Linked DNA regions of Mus musculus: region 2 is linked to region 1. Evidence: chromatin contacts called from public targeted proximity ligation data. All regions are on one chromosome and are shown on one strand. The core of a region is the stretch at or near the end of the contact, and the rest is flanking DNA. Distances in the headings are between cores, read along the strand shown.

Region 1 (6,571 bases), core at 2,122-4,621:
ATGAAAGGATGGACCATGTAGAGACTGCCATATCCAGGGATCCACCCCATAATCAGCATCCAAACGCTGACACCATTGCATATACTAGCAAGATTTTATCGAAAGGACCCAGATGTAGCTGTCTCTTGTGAGACTATGCCGGGGCCTAGCAAACACAGAAGTGGATGCTCACAGTCAGCTAATGGATGGATCACAGGGCTCCCAATGGAGGAGCTAGAGAAAGTACCCAAGGAGCTAAAGGGATCTTCAACCCTATAGGTGGAACAACATTATGAACTAACCAGTACCCCTGAGCTCTTGACTCTAGCTGCATATGTATCAAAAGATGGCCTAGTCGGCCATCACTGGAAAGAGAGGCCCATTGGACACGCAGACTTTGTGTGCCCCGGTACAGGGGAACGCCAGGGCCAAAGGGGGGGAGTGGGTGGGTAGGGGAGTGGGGGTGGGTGGGTAAGGGGGACTTTTGGTATAGCATTGGAAATGTAAATGAGCTAAATACCTAATAAAAAATGGAAAAAAAAAAAAAAAAAAAAAAAAAAGAAAATTGGACATAATACTACCAGAGGATCCAGCAATACCTCTCTTGGGCATATATCCAGAAGATGTTCCAACCGATAAGAAGGACACATGCTCCACTACGTTCATAGCAGCCTTATTTATAATAGCCAGAAGCTGGAAAGAACCCAGATGCCCCTCAACAGAGGAATGGATACAGAAAATGTGGTACATTCACACAATGGAGTACTACTCAGCTATTAAAAGGAATGAATTTATGAAATTCCTAGGCAAATGGATGGACCTGGAGGGCATCATCCTGAGTGAAATAACACAATCACAAAGGAACTCACACAATATGTACTCACTGATAAGTGGATATTAGCCCAGAAACTTAGGATACCCAAGATATAAGATACAATTTGTTAAACGTATGCATGAAACTCAAGAAGAACGAAGACCAAAGTGTGGAACTGTGCCCCTTCTTAGAATTGGGAACAAAACAACCATGGAAAGAGTTACAGAGACACAGTTTGGAGCTGAAACGAAAGGATGGACCATCTAGAGACTGCCATATCCGGGGATCCATCCCATAATCAGCCTCCAAACACTGACACCATTGCACACACTAGCAAGATTTTGCTGAAAGGACCCAGATATAGCTGTCTCTTGTGAGACAATGCCGGGGCCTAGCAAACACAGAAGTGGATGCTCACAGTCAGCTATTGGATGGATCACAGGGCCCCCAATGGAGGAGCTAGAGAAAGTACCCAAGGAGCTAAAGGGAATCTGCAACTCTATAGGTGGAACAACAATATGAACTAACCAGTACCCCCAGAGCTCTTGACTCTAGCTGCATATGTATCAAAAGATGGCCTAATCGGCCATCACTGGAAAGAGAGGTCCAATGGACTTGCAAACTCTATATGCCCCAGTACAGGGGAACGCCAGGGCCAAAAAGTGGGAGTGGGTGGGTAGGGGAGTGGGGGGGGGTGTATTGGGGACTTTTTGGATAGCATTGGAAATGTAAATGAGGAAAATACCCAATAAAAAATTAATTCTAAAAAAAAAGTATCTTGGGGATTGCAGAGGGTACAGAACACTGGCAGATTTAGTAAAGAACAATCTTTACTCTATCAAAATGGCTACTTAGTAAACAAAATGCATCTGTCCATACCCTTGAGGAGAGAGTTTGTCCAGCCATCCACATTTCTCCTTGGCTGCTGAAGATCCATAGAAGCAGGCATAGGGAGAGATGGCATTTGAGATGGTTGATGACGGTTCAGTATTTCCACTCATGGAGCTTAAAGGATAACTGTGCCTATTGAAGGGGTCCAAGTAGAAGGCTTTTTGAGTCCTAGACTTGGACGCTTTGGAATTTTTTCTTCTTAAACTCTGGAAGCATTCCTCTACTGTGGAGTATTCTGACTCAGAGGCCGAATCCTGTGCAAGGTTATTTTTATCCTCGCGGGGTATCCAAATGTCTTCGACTTTGTCTTCACTCACTTTTTCCTTCCTGTTATCATATATGCTTGACTGGGTTAGGATAGAGTTTCTTGTAGTGGCTGCTTCCTCTTTAACTGTGTTCTCATGCGGCCAAAACTCATTCTTTATAGATCGCTTCTTGGAACTTTCTAGTCTCTGGAAGAGAAATGTCTCTCCATAAGGAAAGATGGAAGTTGAATTATCCTCATTTGAATTTTTCAGTGTCAAAGACTTTCCAGCTGAGGTAGTATTACTTCTTCTGTCACGGAAATAGCTCCCTGGGATTGATTTTGTTGACCCTGGGATCTCTGGTACAGAGCGATGTCTCAGTAGAAATGATCGAGAAGGTCTGGAAACCAACTTGCTCCGGCTTCTCATGGGGCCGTGGACTGGTGAGGACGGAACGTACAGTTCATTCACAACCATCTCGCCCTGAAACTGAAAGAACGGGGTTGGCGGGAAGCTTTCTAATACGCCATTCGTCCCGTTTCCAGAATGTGTGCCTGATGTTGGACAGTCCCCAGAGGGAAGACATTCAGTGTTTGTACTAAGTGCCTTGCTGTAATCTTCTGAGGTCAAATTGCCTTTTTCTGTGTGTTCTTCTCCAGCTGTGTACTCCACAGCCCTCTTGGTAATCAAAGGATCTATTTTGACATTTACACCACCAAATAAAGAATCTTTCGAAGAATCCACGTTCTGGTGTAGTTCTTCTTCTGGACAGGGCAGGTCATGTGAAGAAAGACATAGCTTATCATGTGATTTCGGAGACTGACAGTTTCCTTCACTAAGGGTACTGGTTGTAACCATCTCTGATGGTGCCGGGCCAGGTCTATGGACAGTAACGGAATCGGAACACTCTATGCCGGTGTGGCTGCTGGAAGATGGATCACTGTGTTGTTGCTCTTTTGTGGTGCTGCCGTTCTTTGCCTTATGCACATTTGCATATATGGGGAAGTCTTGCATTTTTGAAAAGATCATTTGTAACTGTTTCAGTATCCTCCTACGGTGTCCAGTAGGTGATATTCCAATCTGATGGAGTACGCTGTCATTTATCGACGTGCAGTCCCTCACGGTATAAAAACCGAATTCACGGAAATGTAAGAGGTACTGCTCCAAATTGATGCTCATCAGGAAATCTCTGATGTCCGCATTTACTTCGCTGACTGAGGACATAATGGTGGCTTCATTACTATGTGAGTGTTAAAAGCTGCACCATGAGACACACACACAAGGAAGTACTTCTTATGGGTTTTTTTCCTCCCTATCACTTCTGACAAAGTCTTTAGAATGTTATTTTCTGTTCATGTGCTCAAACCGCCTTTGGTTTCTCTTCCGACGCCCACTCGCGGGACGCGCAATCCGAGCGACACAATCCAGAGCCGCCTGAGCACTCCACGCGTCCCGAAGCGCTGCGTTCTCGCATCCAGGACCGGACCGCGGCCAGCGCACCCCGGGGACTCGCCTCGCTCGCACGCGGCCCGCGAGCCCCGGCAGCGCAGCGCCGGCTCGTCCCCGTGGGGCGCTGTCCCCGGCGTCGAGCGGGCGGACCCCGCGCCGCACCTGGAGGCGGGAGCGCGGTTGGGCTCGGCGGGCGAGCGCCAGATCTTTTCATCTTCTGAGATCTTCTTCAATTTCTTCCTTCAAAAATTTGAAGTTTTTAATCATACAAGTCTTTCACTTGTTTGGTTAGAATTTCCTCAAGATATTTTATATTATTTTTGGCTATTGTGAAGGTTGTTATTTCCTTGATTTCTTTTTTTTATTCTGTTTGTCGATTGCATGTAGAAGGGCTACTGACTTTTTTTTTTGAGTTAATTATGTATCCAGCCACTTTGCTGAAAATGTTTATCACCTGGAGGAGTTTTCTGGTAGAATTTTTGGGATTGTTTATGTAAATTATCATATAATCTGCAAATAGCAATACTTGGACTTCTTCTTTTCCAGTTTGTCTCTCCTTGGTCTCCTTCAGCTGTGTTTCATGAAACCCACAATTAACTGGAACTTGATGTTTGTTTTTTTCTAGTGATTTTGCTGTTTTACTTCTTCCTTTTAACTGTGGTGCTGGTAATAAACCAAGGGCCTCACAAATGTTGGAGGAAGTGTTTTCCTTGAGCTACATCTGTAGCTCTAGTTTTCATTTTTACATCTTGATTTTCTTGTATGAGTTCATTCTTGAATATTGCATAAGCTGTTTAAGTATAATTTTATACTTTTCCAAAAGTCTACTTGGATATTCTAGAAATTTTGTCAACTCATTTGTACTGCAGTGCACTGAAATGCCACTTTAGTTAAAAGCTCGATTTCTGTGTGAATTTTTTTCTTCTATACAACTGGCCTGCTTGTCTATGTAGGAGTGACTTCTATGATATTTTCATTATTCTTTATTATGCTTTAATGTCTAGCAGGATCTTTTTTTTTAAATTAAACACATTTTTCTTCTTGATATTCTTGTGCATTTCCTTTTTAAAGGGAAGATTTCCTGTAATGTGCATATCTCCATAAAATAGCGCAACATCCTTTAAGAAAGATGAATGACATCAATCCCTTGTGCTGAGGGAAGTAATAAGAAGTGTAAGAATTGGGCCTTAGGTCATGTGGGTTTCAGGAACCAGCTATGATTCAGGTTGGGATTTTCTCTTTTTATTGACTTCCTGGAAATGGTGCTAACTGTCTTGAAGGGACAGAAACTTTGAGGTGAGAGAAGCCTCAGGAGAGGTGGAGGTATTCAAATCATTGCCAGCAAATATTACTGGTTTAGATTTGAGGTGAGGCTGAACACTGTGGCAGTGAACATGTGTAAGAAAGACTGTCCATTTCCTGGTGTCCAGGAAGCATGGAGAAACAAGGAGATGGATGACCAATCAAGTCTTCAACACATGAACCCATAGAAACAAGTCATGTTCAAACCACAACTTCCTTCAAGGATGCTCACATTTCTGCTAAACATTTTCAGGAATAGAGAATTTGCTGACTATATATGTGATAGTCTTTGGAGGCATTGTGTGATAGATCCTGGAGATAGTACCACAGTAAAACTGAGAAATAACAAGGCAAACTCCAAACACATAACTTACATATGTAGTATTCACAATAGCTTTTGTTGTTATAAAATATTAAATATGCATGTTAAATGAAAAATATGAATATTTTTTAAAAACAATAATTGTTGTTTTTTAAAGGGTTAAATGAAGATAAGTGAGCTCCCGTGGGATTGGAGAGATAGCTCAGTTGGTGAGGATCTGAGTTCAAATCACAGAACCCATGCTGAAAACGAACTGTGGTGGTATGTGCTTGTAATCTCAGCTGTTTGAAGGGAGAGACAGATAGATCCCCTGAGCCTACCAGCCAGTGAGCTGAGCATGTCTGGGCAGGTCCAGACCAGTAAGATATTCTGTATCAAAAAACACGGTGTATAGAATCTTAGGAATGACACCTGATACTGCCCTTTGGCCTGCACATCCTTGTGCATATATATGTATACGTGCACAAGAGTACATACACATATGCACACACATATGAACTATTTCTTAGGTCAGAGTATGGTCTTCTTTCTGTAGACTGTATATCTCAATCTAGGCAGAATTCTGGAGGCTTCCAAGGGCTGAATATTAAAGAGCCTCCTCAATGTAAATGGTTGTTAATGGCACTGGTGGTACTTTTAGCAACTTGCTCCATCTTGGTACTGACCTACCACAGCAGTATTTTGATGAAATGCTTTGGCATGCTTTGTTCCACATGCCACACTGATTCTCAGGAAACCCAAGGCTTCTGGGCTCATCTTCCACCAGCACTCCATAGCAGCACCTGAAGGTAAGAGGGAGTCCTTTTGCTTCCTGTAAACTCTGAGTTTCAAGCTGGCCCATGGGCCTCCCTGAATGACTGGACAACAATGCCTTGAAATCCATGAACCTTGTCATGACTGTTCTAGAGCTGGCCAGCAAACCTCACCTCTGTCTCAAAGCCTAACAACGGGAAATGACATTCTCCCACAGCACCTACAACCTTTACAGATCCTCCTCTCATCCGACTTTGGAGAGTAGGATCATTCAAATGCCACTTTCCCACTGTGGGATATCCAGGTAAGAGGGTAATCTCCATTTGTAAACACCTGGCCAAACTCTAGAGCAAACACAATGCAGCTTGGAGTGGAAAAGTGTGTGACTGGCTTCTAGAAGAGGCCACAGACTGGGTGACCAACAGCAGTGGAAATATACTGTCTCACTGTTCTAGATCAAGATGTTATCAGAGTCAGACTCCTTCTGGGAACTGTTGTCAGAGTGTCCTGTAGGCCATATGTATCCCAGGATAGCTATGAATTTGGTCCAATGTGTTTGTAGACAGCAATGCCATGCTGCAATTTTCAAAAGTTGGCCATTCTGTGAGAAGATCCCGTTCTACAATGTTGATGGTTTTCTGCTGATTTTGGCATTTGACTAATAGAGGCCTCACTCCAGTCCTTGCCTTTCCATAGGTCCTTTCCCTTTACATCTATTACCTCCCTTCTCTGTTTGCCTGACTCTGTCCAAATCCTCACTTTTATAAGAGGAAAGCTGGACTGGACTAGGCCCCACCCTTATAGCAATTTTACTTC
Region 2 (5,979 bases), core at 2,232-4,731, 320 kb after region 1:
TGGTTAAAACATGAAATACCAGTATGGCCTATCAAAGTTGAGATGGGATCCATGGGGAGATAGATGCAATTATAATTTAGGTTCTTGACCCAACTGGGTGTAGAGTCAACTTGAATCTAAGTTGTTGAAACACCATTCAACAATGACCCTGGATCTTGATATCATTGGATGGGAAACATGGAATTATTCAGGTAATTTACCAGTGTGTGTGTGTGTGTGTGTGTGTGTGTGTGTGTGTGTATGGTATGTTGGAGCTTTGTTCCATCTACCATATGTATGTATGTATGAATGTATGTATCATGTATGAATGTATGTATGAATTTATGTATATATGTATGTTTGTATATATGTAATGTGTGAAGTTGTTGGAGCTTGTTGAAATTTGCTTCATTTACTAAGTACCCTAAGCATTCAGTTTCACTTTCCCTCAAAAGGCCATTTTCAGTTTCAGCCCTCAACACTCCTTGTGATATCTTGTGGAACTGTTCAGTGTGCCCCATACCTGTGCATGCTCTTCCTATCGGAGTTAATCCCCCCAGCTGGTGCCCTGTGGTTTATAATTATTTTCATGTTATTTGTTTTCTGGGAACCTGTACTTTGGAAGCCAGCACTGCAGTGGCTGCTTGTGTGTGTTGCTGGATCTCAACAAAGAAGGATCCCTTATCTAGTGTCAGCAGTGTAGAGAAAACCAAGAAGAATAGAATCACAAAGCACTATTGGGTACCCAGTTATCAATGTTGCCACTGCTCCTATGGGTGCTTCCTACAGTGGACTTCTAAGGCAGCTTCACTTACTGCTATCATGGCTGAAGAAGCTACACAGATCCTGCAGTTCTGCATTATCTAGAACCAAAGCTACTGCATTGTACCCAACCCACATTCCTGCCCCTGAAGGCCTTTCACAAATCCAGTTGGGATGAGGTTACTACTTGATTAGATGCACAGGTGTCCCTCCATCATCTCACTCTCCTCCATTGTGATGGCTTTGCTTTGCTCACTCATCAGCTCTCCTTTCAGATGCTCCCATCTCCATGAATCTCCTCTTCATTCCAATGTTTGGGGTCACTGGTGACCTCTGAGCTCTCCGGAGGCTCTGCTTTACCAGGCAGAGAACAGATTGTCCAAGATTCTAATGGCAGGCTTCCTTATCAGTTCACTGAATTTCCTAGGATTTCCCTGAATTTGTTCCTGAATTTTTGAATTTATCAAACTCCTTGGAGAGGAAAGTTTATGAAACATTTATTTTATCTGTGGCCTGTACTATGATTCATTAATGTAAACTTAACCTAAGAAATGTGTATTGAGTAAGACAAATGAAATTTTATCCCCCAAGGGATCATATGATAGAGACTTTGCTTCTAACATATAAATGCTGAAGTAGCAGTACCTATAAGACAGCAGTTCTCAACCTTTGGGATGAGACCCCTTTAGGGGTTAAATGACCTTCTCACAGGAGTCACCCCCGGAGCTCTTGTCTCTAGCTGCATATGTATCAAAAGATGGCCTAGTTGGCCATCACTGCAAAGAGAGGCCCATTGGACTTGCAAACTTTATATGCCCCAGTACAGGGGAACACCAGGGCCAAAAAGGGGGAGTGGGTGGGTAGGGGATTGGGGGGGTGGGTATGGGGGACCTTTGGGATAGCATTGAAAATGTAAACGAGGAAAATACCTAATTAAAAAAAATCATCCTAAAATTCAAAAAAAAAAAAGAAAACATTGTTATTTACATTATGACTTATAACAATAGCAAAATTGCATTTATGAAGAAGAAAGAAAGTAATTTTATGGTTGGGGAAGGGTCACCACAACATAAGGAACTCTATTAAAGTTTTGTGACATTAGGAATGTTGAGAACCACGACCCTAGGCACATGGTTAGGTAAGTGGAAGTCTTGCTCTTAGAATGGATTCCAGTAGTGTTATGTGACCCTGGTTAGTTTATATGGGGATAAATTGTGGTATCAAGAAAACCTTGGGCCTTGCTCACAGTTTCTATTTCACCAGGCAACAGTAACCTCTCTCATTTCCAGTATTACCTGTCTTAGTTTGTGACTTAGCCAGATAACCTTAAGTAGAGCTGTCAACGTCTGTGGTCATGTCTTTTGTTATGCCACCAAATAATGTTAAATACCCCTTCAACATATGTTAAATAAATCTCCCCAACATCAAATATTTTATCAAAGTAATGTGAAAGTGGTTTTGATTTTATGTGAGGCATCTTAGGTTCATTGGACTAATGAGATAATGAAAGAAATGACTGTGGTTAAGTTTGTCTTAGAGAATAAGCTTTTAGATGCTTCTTAGACCCAGAAAAGCACTGTATTCATTGTTGTTGTGTAACAATGATAAATTCATGATTAGTCTCTGATGGAAGAGTTTCCTGTACACACAAACATTTAAAATCTATGCACACAGTTTTCTAGAAAAACACATATCATCCATAATAGTGTCTGGGTTTGTTAACTGTATATGGCATCAATCCCCAGGTGGGGCAGTCTGAGACTCTTCCATTGCCTGACAAATACAGAGGTAGATGCTCTCAGCCAACTATTGGACTGAGCAAAAGATCCCCAATGGAGGAGCTAGAGAAAGGACTGAAGGAGCTGAAGGGGTTTGCAGCCCCATAGGAGAAACAACAATATGAACCAACCAGTACCCCACCCCCAGTGCTCTCAGGGACTAAACCACCAACCAAAGAGTACACATGGAGGAACCCATGGCTTCAGCTACATATGTAGCAGAGGATGTCCTTGTTGGACATCAGTGGGTGGAGAGGACCTTGGTCTTGTATACTATTATATATACTGGCTCAGTGCCCCAGTATAGGGGGATGCCAGGACAGGTAAGCAGGCATGGGTGGATTGGCAAGCAGGGGGAGGGGGATGAGATAGGGGGTTTTTGGAAGAGAAACCAGGAAAGGGGATAACATGTGAAATGTAAATAAAGAAAAGATCTAATAAAAAAAAGAAAAGAAAAAGAAAAACACATGTCTCTAGGAAAACACATGTAACTACAATGTGTGAATTTTTTCAAACAGATTTGAAAAGGCCATCTAAATGACATTAGTCTGAGTGTATTAAATCTTTAATATTGTACATTTGTTATATTTTGGATGTCTACTCTGTTCAGTTATGTTTTTCTTTTTATCAGTATATAACTAACAAAAATTCATCATACAACATTTTTATATATCATACTATTTTGTTTATATTCTTTGGTGGAGTTTTATGAAATGGAAATATCCAAATTTATCATCACAGTAAGTGATATTATTTTCTTGTGGAATAAAAACTCAGTTGATGGGAGCCACTCCTTTTGAGTATATTTCACAATATATATATATGCCTTAGAGGAGGAATCGAAAGTCAGTTAACAGTTTTTACAGAAAAATAGGAAGTGGTTGTGTTTTTTCAGAGATTCATATCACAGCCTTTATGATTTAGAAAGGTGTTAGAAGAATTATGCAAATTTAAGCAGAGCAAGGTACCAAGTGTGGGGTGGCCACTGGCTCTGAGCAAAGACTCTGGGGTGCCTTTCCAGAGCTTGGCCCTTCTCTCACAGAGGACAGGCATTGTGGAAGTAGGTAGGTGCAGGAATTTGCCTTCCTAGGCTTCAACATGATGGCTTTTAATTTACTGGATGAATATGGGACATCTAGGTGAAATGAGAAAAAATGAGGTCACCTTTCACTACATACAATAGTCTTTTGACCTTGGGTTGAGTGCACATTTAACTGTACGGTGGGAGGCAATTTTGGTGCAAAGGATAAGGACAAGGAAAAGACAAAGGCTTGTTAAAGTTTCTCCTCCAGTGTCCATGACCTCACCAGTCACAGGTAGTTGGCTATCTTTACAATACCAGGCATGGGTTTTCTCCTATTGTGTCTTTAAGGCCATTAGACATCTCTTAGCTGCCCTCAACATAACAAGTGCCACTGTTGTACCCTTGAGAAGATCTTGGGTGTTCACCCTCAGATGAAAACTGCAGGCAATTACTAACTCCTCCAGCAAGAAGCTCCCTTATGGGTTATCCAGGTCTAAGTGGTCATTTCTAAACATATTTACATACAAGCAACCTTAGATGGACCCAACATTGTGTGTGTGTGTGTGTAAAATCATATGAATATTTAACAATAACAATTAAAGGGAAAGAGTCATGAGTATAAAGAAAGTAGGAGATCATGAGAAAAGTTCGAGAGAAGATAGGGTGAGATGGAAATGATATAAATACACTACTCAAGTATAATATCAAAAATAAATTTTAAAATAATAAAATTTTAAATTAATTAAAATTTAAAATAATAAATAAATAAATAATAGTTTTAAACAAAAATCAAAAGAAAAGATAAAGGCTTTAAGAAGGCTTCAGTTGAGCACTGTGTGAAGTTGTTTCAATTTTTTTATACTCAGGGTACCAAACACCTGAAAGTGAAATAATTTATGTTATTGACCAATCTTTTCACATATGCTTAATAAACTTCAATAATACTAATCTTTGTCACCTACATATTATTTTCATAATCCATGAGTTCAGACAGTGTCTGCTCCATGCAGAATTTGGTGGAAATTCCAATGATGGGGGTTGAACATTCAGTCTGACATGATTACACTGCTCTTGGGATGAACTGTGACCTGAAGTAGGACTCAAAGGCCAAGAGCTGAAGCCTCTGATATAGATGTTCATTAATGGAGGGCAATGAGAAAACACTTAGCAGTGTGAAGATCAGAAAGATGCTTGGTAGCAATTGTGCCCAATGAACTTTTGCCCTGATGAATTCAGAATGATCCAAAGAATGTCAGTAAACAGGAATTCCCATCTTAATGAAAGCTATGAAAAAAACTTCAAATTATTCAATCTTTTATGTGTATAGGTGTTTTGTCTGCATGCATGTCTGTATGCTGCACACATATTTGTTGCTCAAAGAGACCAGAGAAGGTGTTTAATGCCCTACAATTTTAGGTACAGGTGGATATGAGCTGCCATATAGGAGCTAGGAATTAAACCTGGGTCCTCTGGAAGAGCCTCAAGTACTCTTAAACACCGAGCCATCTCTCAATCCCTCAGATTATTGGACCTTGAAGGCAAAGGTTTTTCTCTGCTCAGACTTCATTTTTGTATCACCGTCAATTACCAAAAACTGTTGAGATGTAGGCTTGTTTGTTGTTTGTTTCTATTTCTAGTTTGACAAAAGAGAGTCTTGCTCCCCTTTAGATTCCCATCTTTATGCTTGCTCTTAGTAAGTGTGACCCAACAGGGAATAAATAGACAACCCAGGAGTTCAGCACATCACAGAGGTCTGAAGGCATTTCTGAGGGGCATGGCAAAGGTTCTTTGTACCAAATGAGTAAGTTGTGCATTTCACTGGACTCAACCCTTCACCTTGGACCCTCTTAAGAATACCTTTGCCTTCTGGAACATGAAAAGGAAGTGTAGGCAAATGTTTTTGCTACTTTATTGGGGTCTTATATCTACCATCCTTCCCTGCCCCAATTCTACCCTAATCACTTGCAAAAGCCCAATACTAGATAGACGAGAAGGAAGTTTAGAGGGGAAAGGACATTGACATCTCATTAGGCAACTTCCTACTGCTTAGGGGAATCAAGTTCCTGAGGGCAAATCCAATCTCCATCATCAGAATATCTCTAATCAGCAACCGGCAATCCAGCAATAGCAAAAGCAGCAAAGGCAACAGCAGGAGCTAGCAGCAGCAGGTGACCAGCAGCCATCACAGGCTTGCTCAGGGCTCTGGACTCTCACATTCATACTCTCTTAAGTACAAACATTTGCAGTTGGCAAAAATCATGCCACTCTTACAGTACCACACCTTCCTAGTTATCAGCTGTGGCCAATCTGAAGCTGCCCCATATCCCACACCTTGGATTAAAACAAAAAACATTCACATATCATAACTACCTGGGTTTTTAAAGACCACAATTCTCACTAGAGGAAAGTACCAGAGACTGCTTAACTTCTTGCACT

What was found.
Region 2: a contact with region 1 is called in a targeted proximity ligation map of bone marrow-derived macrophages, with 5 times the contacts expected there. A contact is called at or near these places in 2 of 39 promoter capture datasets (cranial neural crest and maxillary cranial neural crest), 1 of 130 datasets of targeted methods (bone marrow-derived macrophages) and 2 of 9 other capture datasets (adipose tissue and liver).

Annotation. Positions count from the first base shown.
Region 1 is chr19:11,088,925-11,095,495 of GRCm38.p6, forward strand. It overlaps the pseudogene Gm336. Among named protein-coding and RNA genes, the nearest start is that of Ms4a8a, 11 kb to the left of the region's middle.
Region 2 is chr19:11,408,355-11,414,333 of GRCm38.p6, forward strand. The region is part of intron 1 of Ms4a4c (membrane-spanning 4-domains, subfamily A, member 4C); the gene reads left to right. Among named protein-coding and RNA genes, the nearest start is that of Ms4a4c, 3.7 kb to the left of the region's middle.